Linked DNA regions of Mus musculus: region 1 is linked to region 2. A link is a contact called in public HiChIP or PLAC-seq data. All regions are on one chromosome and are shown on one strand. Each heading gives the region's core, a stretch centred on a gene start, on an enhancer-like site or on the middle of the called end of the contact. The rest is flanking DNA. Distances are from core to core; before and after follow the strand shown.

Region 1 (7,283 bases), core at 3,601-6,100, 300 kb after region 2:
CTGAAGTAATGAAGTTAACTATTCCAAATGGCCCCAGAACAATGTGAATCAAACAAATTAATAAGGTGTCCCACATAACTCTCAGAAGACAGGCTTTAGTTTGGAAGATTACAGGCTCATATGCAGAAGTAAGGATAAAGAGTAATAACCTCTGAATTAAAAAACGTTTATAAATAACATGAAACATAAAAAATTATGAGGCTTACCATGTGTTTTAATACACCCCCTCAACAGTATATATTTGTTATTGTCTGTGTTTTGTTTTATTCTGGGCTAAGAGAAATGTATCTTGCATACATTGCTTTAATCTGATTAACTTTTATCAAGAAAGCCACAGAGTTAGGGAGGAAATGATAAGGTTTCCTGTGTGTGTGAATATAAAAAAGTAAAGAAACATAGAAAAGAGTAATAAATTGTGTGAATTGTAGAGGAATTTAAATCCAGCAACGTGACTTAGCTGGCAAGGGATCAAATCCAAAGATATGATCTGGCCAGAATGCACACACACCTTGGATTACAGTATGATCTGGCTGGAATACAGACACACCAGTAGTACACACCTTTAATCCTTAACAATGAAGGCAAAGATAATTTGTAGAAGAAAGCAGCCATGTTTGAAATGGACATCTAATTGATCTAATTCAGGGGCAGACAAAGTGATGAATCAAAAAGATTCGACACAATGAGTCAGAGATAGGATATGCCCAACTTACTCAACAACAGCACAGGGAAGAGAAGTGGAGAGAAAAAGATGTGTGTGGCAGTTTTAGTAGGACCATTTTATAAAGACAGGTGGCAGAGAGAGCAAGCTAGACACAGGTGAAGACAGAACAAACCAGAGAGAGAGAAGGAACCAGAAGATTAGAATGCATTGCCAACATTGGTATGAGGTCAAGCATAGTAAGTCAGTGTGAAGCCAAGAGAAGCCAGATTGAATCAGTCATCTTCAAAGATTAGATTGTATGGAGGGTAGAAGCTTCCAGGCCTAGGCTGAGGGACAGATAGAAAACAGAAAGAAATGTTCTGGGCTCATCTCAAGCCATGTATTAGTACAGCTTGGGTACAGGTCTCATCTTATCACTTCATCTGAGGAAATAAAAGTAACATTTACAGCGGATCTGAGTATGTATTCATAAATAGATACAAGAAAAATAATTTTGGGTCTCAAAAAGATCTCTGTATTAGATTATATTCTCCTTAAAGAGATAGCACATATTAAAATAAAAAGAAAAACAAATTTCAAAACGTGTAGATCTTTGGTTAAACTTTGTACTAATATTATTTTCTTTTATTATTTTACAGGAAATATCATTTCTTTTTATTAAAATGTTACATTAATGTTGTGAAAGACTTGAAAGTATTCGGTTCTCTCATCATGTGCTTACTTCTACTAGTCAGTGAAAGCACATTATATAATATATATTAAACACCATTGAACAAAAATTAATGTTAATTTGAGCTAAGAGCTGGTGATTTTTTTTCTCTGTGGAGTCATTATCTATCTTCATATGAATGCTGGGAAAAGCAAATACACATAACAAAACACACACACATCTTTATATCCATAAATATGTATTGCAGAAACATTGCACAGGACAGGACACATATGACAGAAAGTGCAGACTAGACTCACCTTGGATTGTCTCCAGAGGAAGCATCAATTTTTGGAGTTCAGCTGGACAGCCAGAGATACTGGAGAAACCCCAAAGCATCTGGAGTCTTTAACCTGGAGAAAGGAATGGTGCATGAGCCTCAAAGATAGCAAATCACAGTGATAACAGACTATGGGTTCCATCAAAATTGATAAAGATAGGATTCAAGTAATAGAAGCTTCCACATGAAAGGAGAGACTCAAGGATAGAAGAGATGCTGAAAGACATCAACCCAAATGATACAAAAAGCTGATCTCTCCTGCATGAGAACAGCTCAAGAAACTGGCTGAAAAGAACAGATCATTCATAAGACTGGCAGGCTGGAAAACTTAGATGCTGAAATGGCTATGTGCTGAAAGACTGATGGTCAGGCCTGCAGTTATGAAGGATCATCTCATCAATGGATCTTCATAAGGACAGTTAGATTGAAAATTTTGTGGGATTGATAATTGTTTTTACAGGGACAGCTTTACAGAGTCAGCATTCAGCAAGAATAAGAAAGGATAAGCTTATTCAGCAGCAAGTCTCAGAAGCTGAAATATCCTAGGCCTTGGTTAGATCATAGAGAGGCTAAACGCCAGGAGAACTAGACCTAGATTAGCAAACCTTAAATGGAACCAGAATGTAGCTAGCTATCTTTATAACATTCATACCACCATTGAAATAGCTTTAATGTAAACAATCTTATTTATTTTTCTTGAGGTTAATTAAGGAATAATAAGAAGAATTGGAAACAAATAGTTCTTCAAGAAGTAAGTGCCACAGAGGAAATGTAAATATACACTGTTATATGAATGTGAAGAAGCTGAAAGGGCTCACTCCTGTGTCACTCCAACAATCTGACCTGCTGAGAAAAACGATATAGATAGACAACTATCTATCTGAGAGTTAAGTGGAAAGAAGGGGATAATAAATAGGGAGAAGGTATATTGTAATAGTAGACATAGATGTTATATTTTGTTGATGACTGTTTTATAAACAAAATTTTATAGCACATGGAGTGAATCTAAAGATAATATATGAAGTTTAATCAATAATTAGATATGAATGTTGGTTAATTAGCTGTCAGAAAATATAGTACATTTATAAAATTTAGATCATGTAGAAACTCTGTTTGCTCCTTCAATTTTCTGCTCATCTAAATGGATTGAAGTCTGTTAACTGAGAAAATACTAAAGACAGTAATGAACTCCAGATAGATCCTTTCTTATGAACAGAAAAAACTATTATATGGTTGTCATTTTGAAGGATTAAAAATACTCATGAGAGACATAAAAATATGTATTAGATAATAGGAAATAGACTCACCAAAAAAATTAATCATGGTTCTCATTTCAGAAGTTTCATATTTTGGGAAGAACAGAAAGACAGTAAATGGGTGTCTTAATCTTTATTTGTTCAAAAATGTCATGGAGAAAATTCAGAGAAGAATGTATCAATTTTCAGCCAAGCAGCCAAATGTCACCCGTGGTGTTTTAATAAGAGTTTCTCTAATTCCGGAAACTGATTAGACAGGTGATAGAAAAGATAAAATGTCAAGTGAATGTTGCAACAACCCAGAGATGACTAATACTAAGAAACAGAACCAACAGAAATCTAGTTAAAGAGTGGGGGAAGGGAAGTATAAAGTATAGAATAAAGTATAAGCTTTGCAAAAGTTTTGGTTAGACAATTCTTGTTTGAAATAATGGCTTAAAAACACTGAGCCCAAAACATACTAGGAGAATATCCTTTTATTTCCGCCTTATTTTATTGTGTTTATTTCTAATTAGGTATATGTGAGGATAGGGATGTGGACTTGAACAGTTTTAGACATGGGTGAAACTTGAATCCAGTATCTAGCTTTCTTGAAAGCAAACTAGAAGATATATAGTTAAGTTAAAGGAAAAAATGACTGAAACCCAATTTGGATAACATAAACATTTAGATGGAATACAATGAAATCAATATATAAACCCAAATAAATCTGGGTGAAGACATTGAAAAGTTAAGTTTTGAATTCTAAACACAAAAGGGATTTAATGGTATCAGTAGTTATAAATTTATTTTGTTTGTATGTGTGTGTGTGTGTTTGTGTGTGTGTGTGTTTGTGTGTGTGTGTGTGTGTGTGTGAGTGTGTATGTGTGCATGCCTGCTGTGTGGGGGGAGGGGATTCTACATACAAGGAAAAACAAATTTAATGAAAATGGATTTGTCATAAAAAATTATGGAGAACAAAAGAAAATGCACTATAATTCATAAATGCTAAAAGATAAACAGCTATAAATCCAGGATTCTGTATCCAGAAAATACAGATAATTATTGTGAACAGAAATACACTAACTTCATGAATAAAGAATATTAAACAATAGAAAGTGCTTCTAAAATTATGTAGTGAAAGTATTTGATCAACTGTTCCAGACCCTCCCCCACCCATCCTTTAATTATCCATTCTATTTCCCTTCCCTAACAAGATCTCTCTGTATCCTATAGTCCCTTACTGTATACCCATCCCACATAGTTCTATGGATTGCCACTTGGTTATCACTGAGTTAACAGTATCCACATATAAATTAATGCACACCATATTTGTCTTTCTGGGTTTAGGATACCTCACTATGGATAATTTTTTACTAGTTCTATCCATTTACCTAAAAAGTTCATGATGGCTGAGTAGCACTCTATTGTGTAAATGTACTATATTTTCAGTATCCATACTTTGGTTGAGGGACATCTAAGTTGTTTTCATATTGCAAATAATGTTGAAATGGACATGGTTGGACAAGTGTCCTTGTGGTAGAATAAAGCATTTTCTTTTGATACATGCAGAAGAATTGCAGGGCTAGCTGTTAAAGTAGATCAACTCTCATCTTCCTGTGGAATGGCCACACTGATTTCCATAGTGGCTGTACAAGTTTGCACTCCCACCAGAAAAGGATGAGTGTGCCTCTTACTCCATACCCTCACCTACATGAGTTGTGACTTGTTTTCTTTATTTTAGCCATTTTGATAAGTATCAAAAGTATAAAGTATTATCTCCATCTAGGGACTAGGCCTGATTTCAAAAAGAAGGACCATAAGTTCTAGGAACTAGACCATAAGGCACAAGCTCCAGGAACAGACCATAAAATCTAGAAACAAGGTCATAAAATCCCCTCCCAAAGAACAGCCTGGGGATAACCACAAAAATGGGGAAGTAGCTTATCCCAGAATGCAGCCTTATCTTATACTATTGTTAATCATTCAAGACAGAGGAATGCAGACTACTGACCACCTGAGACTACCTAGCCCCCAGCAATGAAATTTTAGATTACCCAATCCTTCTAGAGAGTTCCCCCAGTTCCCGATAAGAAGGCCTGCATGCCTTTCTCTGGGGTTGCCATTTCAAATATTGGTTGATCCCTGCATTCTGATTGTTTCTGCAGAATAAACGCTCTTTGTTCTGGCATACTATCTGTGTCTGGAGTCTTCCTTCAGCAATTTTGATTTTAATTTTCCTGATAGCTAAGGATGTTGAGCATTTCTTTAATTGTTTCTCAGGCATTTGAATTTCATCTATTGAGAATTCTCTGTTTAGATCTGTACCCCATTTTAAAATTAGATTATATGTTTTTTGATGATATCTTCTTTCCCAAGTTCTTTATATATCTTTGATATTAGCCTTCTATTGGATGTCTAGCTGATAAAAATATTTTTCCAGTTGTGTGGACTGCTCTGTTCTAATGATGATGTTCTCTGTCATGCAGAAGGACCTCAGTTTCAAACAGTCCCAGGAATTAATTGTTGATCTTAGTGCCTGTACTAATGGGTCTGTTCAGAAAGTCTTTGACTGTGCTAATGAGTTTAAGGATATTGCCCCAATTCTCTTCTGTTAACTTCTACCATATTGTTTACAGAGAAGTACTCTTAGCCTACTAAAAGAGAAGTGTAAACAACAGTCACAAACTCTTTGATCTACAATCTATACTGCCTGCAAGATATACTAGTACAATGGTGGTACAATGCTGGTGACAGTAACCAACCACTATCAAATTTGAATTAAAGTTCACTCCATGAGATGGAAGCCTTACTCTATACAACTTGGATTGCTTAAAACAAGAGACTAGATAACCCAAGGCCCTAGGGAAAAACCAAATACAACTAATCTTAAAGACAAGTAGTGATAAAATGATTGCTAATGGAATACTACAATATTCACAGACTGCCTTCTCCTACAGCAGAAAGGAAGAGTTGTAAATACACTATGCAGAGTGAGACACTTTATAAACTCAGAGGTCAACAGGGTGTTTCAGAGCTCAGGGAATCCTGCAGAAGAGGAGGCAGAAGGAATGAAAGAGTCAGTGGGAATTGTACTGGCTAGTTTTGTGTCAACTTGACACAGGCTGGAGTTATCACAGAGAAAGGAACTTCAGTTGAGGAAATGCCTCCATAAGATCCAGCTGCAAGGCATTTTCTCAATTAGTGATCAAGCGGGGAAGGTCCCCTTGTGGGTGGTGCCATCTCTGGGCTGGTAGTCTTGGTTCTAAAAGAGAGCAGGCTGAGCAAGGCAGGGGAAGCCAGCCAGTAAGGAACATCCCTCCATGGCCTCTGCATCAGCTCCTGCTTTCTGACCTGTTTGAGCTCCAGTCCTGACTTCCTTTGTTGATGAACAGCTTTATAGAAGTGTAAGCTGAATAAACCCTTTTCTCCCCAACTTGCTTCTTGGTCATGATGTTTTGTCCAGGAATAGAAATCCTGACTAAGACAGGGATGTAGGACAGCAAGAAAACAAGATACTCTAAAATTTAGAGTCTAAATCAACAACAGCAAAGCTCATATGACTCCAAAGAAACTGAAGCAGCACACACAAGGCCTAGTCCTTGGATATATATTATGCCTTACAGTTTTCTGTTTTTATGGGATTCCTGAGTGTGTGAACAAGTGTGTCTCTGATTTTTATTTCTTCTCTTGGACTCTTTACCTTCTATTGATTTGCTTTGTCTGACTCCACTGTTATAGTTTTTGTTTTATTTCATTATATTTTATTATTGTCTCTTAAAAATCTGTTCTGTTCTAATGAGTGATGGGAACAATGTATAAGAACTGAGGTGAGAGAGGAACAGGGAGAAATAGTTAGAGGGAAAAACCATAATCAGGATAAGAAAAGAATCTGTTTTTGACAAAAGGATAAAATAGTATTGTATTAATATATTGGCAAGTATATTAGCTGCCTAGGGCATAAGGCTTGTTTGCATAATAATGTACATGTTTTATATTTCTTCTTCAAGGAATGTTCTCCTGGTTAACATTAATGACTCCATGCAATCAGACAGCATGAGTCCAGGAGGTGAAAGTAGGGCTAATGTTTCAGCAAAATGATGAATGCTGGGACCTTCAGGAATATAAGGGAATGGAGGTAGCTAGACTATGAAGCAGTTAGTCAGAATACAAAGGCAGGCAGATTCCTGACTTCAAGACAGCAAGGGACTGGCACAGCTGTGATAGAAATGGTAATTTCAGGACAGGGTCCCACCCAGCTAGTTTACCTTCTGTTTGTGTGTGTGTGTTTTTTTTTTTTAAACATTTTTTATTAGCTATTTTCTTCATTTACATTTCAAATGCTATCCCGAAAGTCCCCTGTACCCTCCCACTACCCTGCTCCCCAACCCACCC
Region 2 (6,755 bases), core at 870-3,369:
CACTTAACAAGTAAGCCAATGGTTCTCAACTCCCTACACTCAACTTCTGCACTGTGGGCAAAATGGTACCTGAGCTCACTTCTGAATCAGCCAAGCGCTGAAGCCTTGTGGGGTTATAATTAGACAGATAATAAAATGGGGCTCCTATCAAATTTTTCACACATTTTAACACACCTGACAGTCTATCCAAAGGATGTGTCTCTCAAGACAGACTTGCTATGGATGGCTGGGTTTGCCAAACCACCAGAGCATGAAATCAATCCTGCTTATCAGCATCCAGCCCATGGAAGCATGCTTCTGGGAGCCGGAGTCCATGGCTCAGAGCTTTCTTTGGCTGTGCTCAAAATGAAGACAAAGATTGTGCACATCAATTCCACTTAATTAGCTTTTTACATGACTTACATTTCTCTTACGTAGGCTAATTAGAAACATGCTAGAAAATCAGCTCTCCCCCACTCTGGAGAGTTCACAGGCATTTCTGCAAACACACTCACTAAAATCAGCATCCTTAACTTCTCTGCTGCAATGGCTCAGGCTGGAGGGTAGTTCCCCATTGAGATACAGTTGCTGTACTATTAATTTTGTTCTTTACTTTCCTCTCTCCAGGAAACAGGCGATTTAATTCGCGAGAGTGCTCTGAGGCACCGTGCTTATGTTGTTGAGCAGATTTATGTAGTGCCTGTGTTGAACAACACAGTACTCTGACTTGAAATCACTGTGTTTTGCACTCATATGAAGTTAAATACAATTTTTCCAAAGTGTATTTAAATAAGTGCAGAGGGGCTGGCCCAATATCAAACAAAGTGATCTCCTGTGTGCCAACATTGTTTTCTATTTTTTAAAAAGGCACTATATGTTTATTGAAGATCTTTCATAATTGTTGAAGGTATCAAATATGTTTTAATAGATCATAGAATTAGTATACAATACTAAGAGCAACAAACTCTAACTTTATAAGCAACCATACTAGAAAATTTCAAAATGACACACAGCATGGATTGTAGTTTACAATTAGCAGATACAAGCAAATCAGTAATGTCTTTGTGGAAGGAAGTTGCCTTCCTCTTTCCAATAGCCCATTTAATTTGTAGTTTCACATAAACTAAAACTTAAGGCTTACTTCTTCTTTGACCACAGTATAACAATTTAAATTACACATCATGAAGAAGAATTGATAATATAAATTCCACACATATGGAACCAATAGCATCTTTCTGACATGGACTTTCTAACGAGTTTGAAGAGAGCCAGATACGTGGTGAATACAAACCAGGACACTTGCCCAGTAGGCTTCAGTGTCATGGACTCACATTCTCTTTGATATCAGTACTGATAGGATATTAGAAAAAGATCAATGACCTTTTGTACTCCAATCAAAATGTTCTATATTCATGAATCATTGTAGCTAAAAAAAATAAAAACAAAGACTACCAGAAGAAAGGGAATAGCAACATAAAAAATATACTCTTTAACATTTTTCTTCTCTCAATGAAGGACTGCTCACAAAGGTTGAGACTGTACAGGCTAATCGCGATGAAATTCTGTCCAAACTGAAGCAAGTAGTTTATCTATGTGTGAAAATCACTGCTTTTGGAATTTGAGAGGTCTAAACCATGTCTCTGACTCTCTGATTAATACTATTTGTATTCTCTGAAGCAAGAGACATTGAGGACATTTTGGAATTCAGATTCGCCAACTTAAAATAGATATAATAGCCTGCATTTTGAATCATTATTAAGGATAATATGTGTTTGTGTAGCTCAACTGTGGGAGGAGTGAATATACTTTGTACTTTAGACTCATCATAGATGATGAGCATTTCTTCTGCAGTATTTATCAGAGTTTTTCAAAGTTGGGCTTATCTCTTCATGCATATATGCTTCCGCATACACCTGATTCTTTGTATGCCTATAGGCTTTTTTGTAAGCTATAGTCTCCAAGTATATGGTATCTATGCAGATTTAATTAGTTGTGTGGCCAGTGGTTTTTGGTGTTGTTGCTGTTGTTTTGAAACTTAAACACAATTCTAGCTTGTGGACATCCGAGAAGGGCACTGAAAAGATTTTCTCCTCTCTGCTTCAGAAAGGCCAGAAGCAGGAAGTAAACAGAATTAGTTCAGTTTCAGCTACACAGATGCAATTTCCTCTTCTTGGGGATAATAACTATTCAAAGCTGATGGCTTTTAAAGAGCAAACTGTTACCCAATTTCCTTCCTCTTTCATCAGTTTTTAAAATGTTTATCTGTGGAAAACACTGTAAAGGCTTACACTCAAATGATCATGTTCCTTGTGGCCATTTACTAGTACACATCCTGCCCACAACTGAGAAAGCAACATCAGAGTGTTACTGCATGCAAAACTGTGCGAGGAAATGCTCCTGTGCCTTCTCACGCGTAGTGCTGACCACTGTCCCTCAGGTGGTTTTCTTGTCACTCCAGTGTTAAGGTGAACTTTATAGACAAAGGGAAGGTGATTAATTTACAAATTATATCGTATTATTAGGAGTTAAAAATCAAATTCTAATATTCCTACACAAGCTTTCCTGAAATGTTTTCTATGGAAAATGCTGAGACGATTTATGAACGCAAACTTACCTGCCCCACCTGAAATATGATGGCAAACCATAGGAACCATTGTGTACATAGATGAAATATTTGTCCTCTTGCTATAACATATTATTTCTAGATGCAAATTTCACTGAAGTAACATTATAACAATTCAGTCTTTGGGTACCTAATTCATGGTCATAGTTCACTGTTACATGATCATAACCATTTTTTCTAACTTAACCTAAGTTAATTCTATTGGAATACTAACTTACAAGCTGCAGTAAGTTTTAAATTTTCCTGTTTTCTTGTTCAATTTGCCAGCATTGTGAGCAGATCTGTATATTATGCACTCAGTACATACTCTAAATGTATTTGCATAAGGAGTAAGTAAATTAACAAATTAATGTTTGAAGTAAATGATAAAGCTAAAACTATTATATGTTTTTAGAAATCAGCAACAAAGCAAGAAATGCTACTTTGTTCTTAATTGTTCTATATAAATACTTATAATAATAGGTCGCCGGGCAGTGGTAGCTGTAATTCCAGCACTCCAGAGGCAGAGGCAGAGGCAGGCGGACTTCTGAGTTCGAGGCCAGCCTGGTCTATAGAGAAACCCTGTCTCGAAAAACGAAAATAAATAAATAAATAAATAAATAAATAAATAAATAAATAAATACATACATACATACATACATACATACATAAATACATAAATACATAAATAAATAAATACATAAATACATAAATATGAGGTCGACCAGTTGTCAATCCTTTAGGTTTTTGTTTTTAATTCATGTGATTAATAGATAGATAGATAGATAGATAGATAGATCTGTTCTTTTTCCTTTTCATCTTTCCTATAACACTTCAAAAGTTCTATCAATTGTGATAAACGATTTGTTTTATCATCTGTTTCTTGGAGTCACCAAAGTTCATACAATGTTATTTATTATTACCTAAGCCAGCTTGATAATATGTGTCTTACTAATGTGTTGACATTGCATTTGCTAAGACCTGAAAAAAATAATAATCCTAGCTAGCATTCAAACATAGAAGAGGGAAATCTCACAAGACCACACCATTAAATGAAGAGCTACAAGAAATTAATGGCTGCTGATGGAGGGAGACTACATCCTCTCTGGAGACAAACTTCTCTGCAATAGATTACCTAATCCCAAGTGGTCATTTCTAAAGACACACAAACACACACACACACACACACGCACACACACACTATATCTACATCTATCCTACATCTATCTATATCTGTATCTGTATCTATAAGCAACACTAAAGATACTCAATGTGTTATATTTATAAATTCATATAAATAGAAATGTATGTGCAAATTGACACACATGTAGTGTGTGTGTGTGTATTTCAAATATAATAGTTAAAGAATAAGAGACCAGGAATTTAAGACACAGAAGCAAGGCAGATAAAGGAGGAGATGTTGGGGAGAGAGAGGGATAGAAATGGTTTAAATACCATATTCACATATGAAAGTCTAAAAAAATACATAAATAAAAGCAAAAGGAACCTTTACTTATTATAGTTGCAGTTGCTTTAGACAAATTATCCTAATTCAATATCTGTCTTATTATTTCTTTAATTTAAAATATATGGGTCTGTTCTGATGATTAATATTGTACTGCCATGAATATTTGGTATTAAGAATATATTTTAAGGAAGTTGAGACACAAAATGTTCAGTCTTCAGGAAGTAAACTATTAAAATGGAAGCCAAGGCATGTACAAGGTGAGATGACCCAGGAAAATCTGAAGTCCAAGGCCACCCTATATAATAACAGTCCTAAGGACTTAGTTTTGGAAAAATGCCTTGTCTGTTTCCTTAGGTCCTTGGAGAATTCATTGTTTTACTTCTGCATATGAGAATACATGTGAGAATAATACTTCCAAAAAGCAAAATAAAATAATATTTTTGCATTTTGCTTGATTCACTCATGTTTGTCTTTGAAATTTAATAACTCAAGTCTCCTTGTTACAAGTACTTTACATGTTCAGAAACATCTATAATTTTATGCTTACTGTTTATTTAATACTTTCTAGTTCTCTTTGTCTACTCCCCATACACTCCACCCTCCCCATCTCAATCTCTCTACAATGCTCTGCTGGGCTGACACTTGCAGTGACCTCCTGCTTAAGGTTTCCAAGTGTCCTGATTGCAGATTCCAGCTGCGAAGACAGGTTTTGCTTTTTAAAGTCTAGAGCTGTAAAAAGCAGATGTCGCAAATCTTGTTTTTCTGTTTTATTACAATATGAATCACTTTGATAACATATACATTTATTAGTATATAACCTTAAGGATATATCTTATGCATGCTTACGTGTAGTAGCAATAACATTTGCAAAAAATGAATGCATAGATTTCTTTTGCCTTGCTTTGACATACTTAGTTCTTAACAATCTCTTAATTTGGCCTGGTGGTGAGACATAATTTTGAGAATGACATACAACTTGGAGGATGAATTCTCATCCCATGACAATGTCATTACCCCTGTGGCAGTTCCAGGTTCTCTGTGGTTATCCACTCCTGCCATTATGTCAATTACAGATCTAGATAACTTGTCAGAACAGAAGTTTTATTTGTCAAGGTAATTTTTAAAGATTATTTTTCTATTCCTAAACAAATTGATGGTGGGTATTGATAACCATCCTGGAAGATCAGAACAATTATTTAGCTTGTAAATATCTTTAGATTTGCTATTTGCTAACTCATATATTGTGAACAAAAATTAAGTTTAAAAGCCATAGTTTATCCAAATCAATAGCATTTCTGCGATTATAAATTTGTGATTTATATGTTCATTTTGTTTGGCCAAACACCATTGTATTGGGAACCCTGCTGTCAAGATCTTCTTTCACTTGAAACTATTAAAAGAATTCAGGAAACCAAATCCAAAGGGCTATTGTTTTCTATATTTAAACCTCTGTTCTTGTTTCAAGCTTCTGTATACAAGTTAAAGAGGATTTTTCTGGAATGCATTCAAAGAGCCGGAGCCAGAAACAAGAAATCCCAAATGGAATTCTTAGTAAGTTTCCAGATAGCTTACAGTTTGAGTAGAACAAGTTTGGAATGGGTGTTTTAAACATTTCAATTCAGTTCACTTAGTTTCAACAAACACAGGAAGGTACTGCTTTAGGACATAAGAGCAAAAACAAAAGATGAACGTTTGTTGTCAAAGGAATTGGGAATCACTTGATTTAGGTGAGTGCACAGAAAAAAAAAATTGTGTATAGCAAATCCTAAGTATTTTGTCACTAGACATTATAGGGTGTGATTTATAGTGATATTAACTTGCTTCTATAGTAGGTGACCATTCCCATAATTATCAAATTATCACTATATAATACAATTTTATAATATATAGTATTGTATAACTTTATATAAATGTTATATAATTAGAAACATAATAACCCTGAGTAGAGTAAAGGAAAATCATAGGTAAAGAGATCAAGTAGGGAGACTGTGTGAGAAGAACTATGTTAGATTTAATTCAGACTCTGGTGTGTGCAGAACTTTCACCTGTCCCAGGAGACCATGAGACATTGTATCAATAGTCAGTAAATGTGTATCAGTTAATTGGTTAGTGAATTATAAATGAATAAAACAACATAAACCTAGGAATTCATACATGACACATTAGAGAAAGAGGAGGGGCAACCCTGTGACCTGATTGTCTCAATAAAACTTTGGCATAGCCATTAGGAGTACATTATTTCTGTTTCTTTGTTCAGTAGCAGAAACTTATTTATTTTGCATTTACACTGACATTAGAACTCTGTTTTGCAGATTCATTGGGAGTGGTATTGATTCACTCTTTTCACTAACCAAGATATTTGACATGAGCATTTTGTTTTCCCTGATGCATTTGCTACTATCTTTAGATTTTTTTCTTTAGAAGTGAAGCCCAACAGCATCCCTGGTCTCCTGGTCTCTCATCCTGAGCCCAAGATCTGAAGACAGATTGGTGTGTGTGCATGGAGTTTGTGTATGTGCACATGCGTACTTGCGCATGTGCCTCTATTTGTGTCACATGTGCGTGCATGCGTGCGTGCATGCGTGTGTGTGTGTGTGTGTGTGTGTGTGTGTGTGCGTGCGTGCGTGTGTGTGCGTGTATGTGCAAGTGTGTGTGTGTGAGAGAGAGAGAGAGAGAAGGAGGAGCACATCTGTTGCTTTAACTTAC

The links. HiChIP or PLAC-seq counts read pairs in DNA pulled down with a chosen protein or histone mark.
Region 1: a contact with region 2 is called in an H3K27ac HiChIP or PLAC-seq map of the HPC-7 cell line, with 9 times the contacts expected there. The contact joins two enhancer-like sites. A contact is called at or near these places in 1 of 484 Hi-C or Micro-C datasets (the HPC-7 cell line) and 3 of 115 datasets of contacts at active chromatin or transcription factors (the HPC-7 cell line, large pre-B cells and neural progenitor cells).

The regions. Positions count from the first base shown.
Region 1 is chr1:95,744,296-95,751,578 of GRCm38.p6, forward strand. No RefSeq gene overlaps it. Among named protein-coding and RNA genes, the nearest start is that of 4930598F16Rik, 31 kb to the left of the region's middle. Within about 2 kb of position 4,851, at least 10 of the 459 cell types and tissues checked have an H3K27ac peak or open chromatin away from gene starts, as enhancers often do. A contact at or near this core is called in the HPC-7 cell line, where this site is marked.
Region 2 is chr1:95,448,887-95,455,641 of GRCm38.p6, forward strand. No RefSeq gene overlaps it. Among named protein-coding and RNA genes, the nearest start is that of Fam174a, 140 kb to the left of the region's middle. Within about 2 kb of position 2,120, at least 117 of the 459 cell types and tissues checked have an H3K27ac peak or open chromatin away from gene starts, as enhancers often do. A contact at or near this core is called in the HPC-7 cell line, where this site is marked.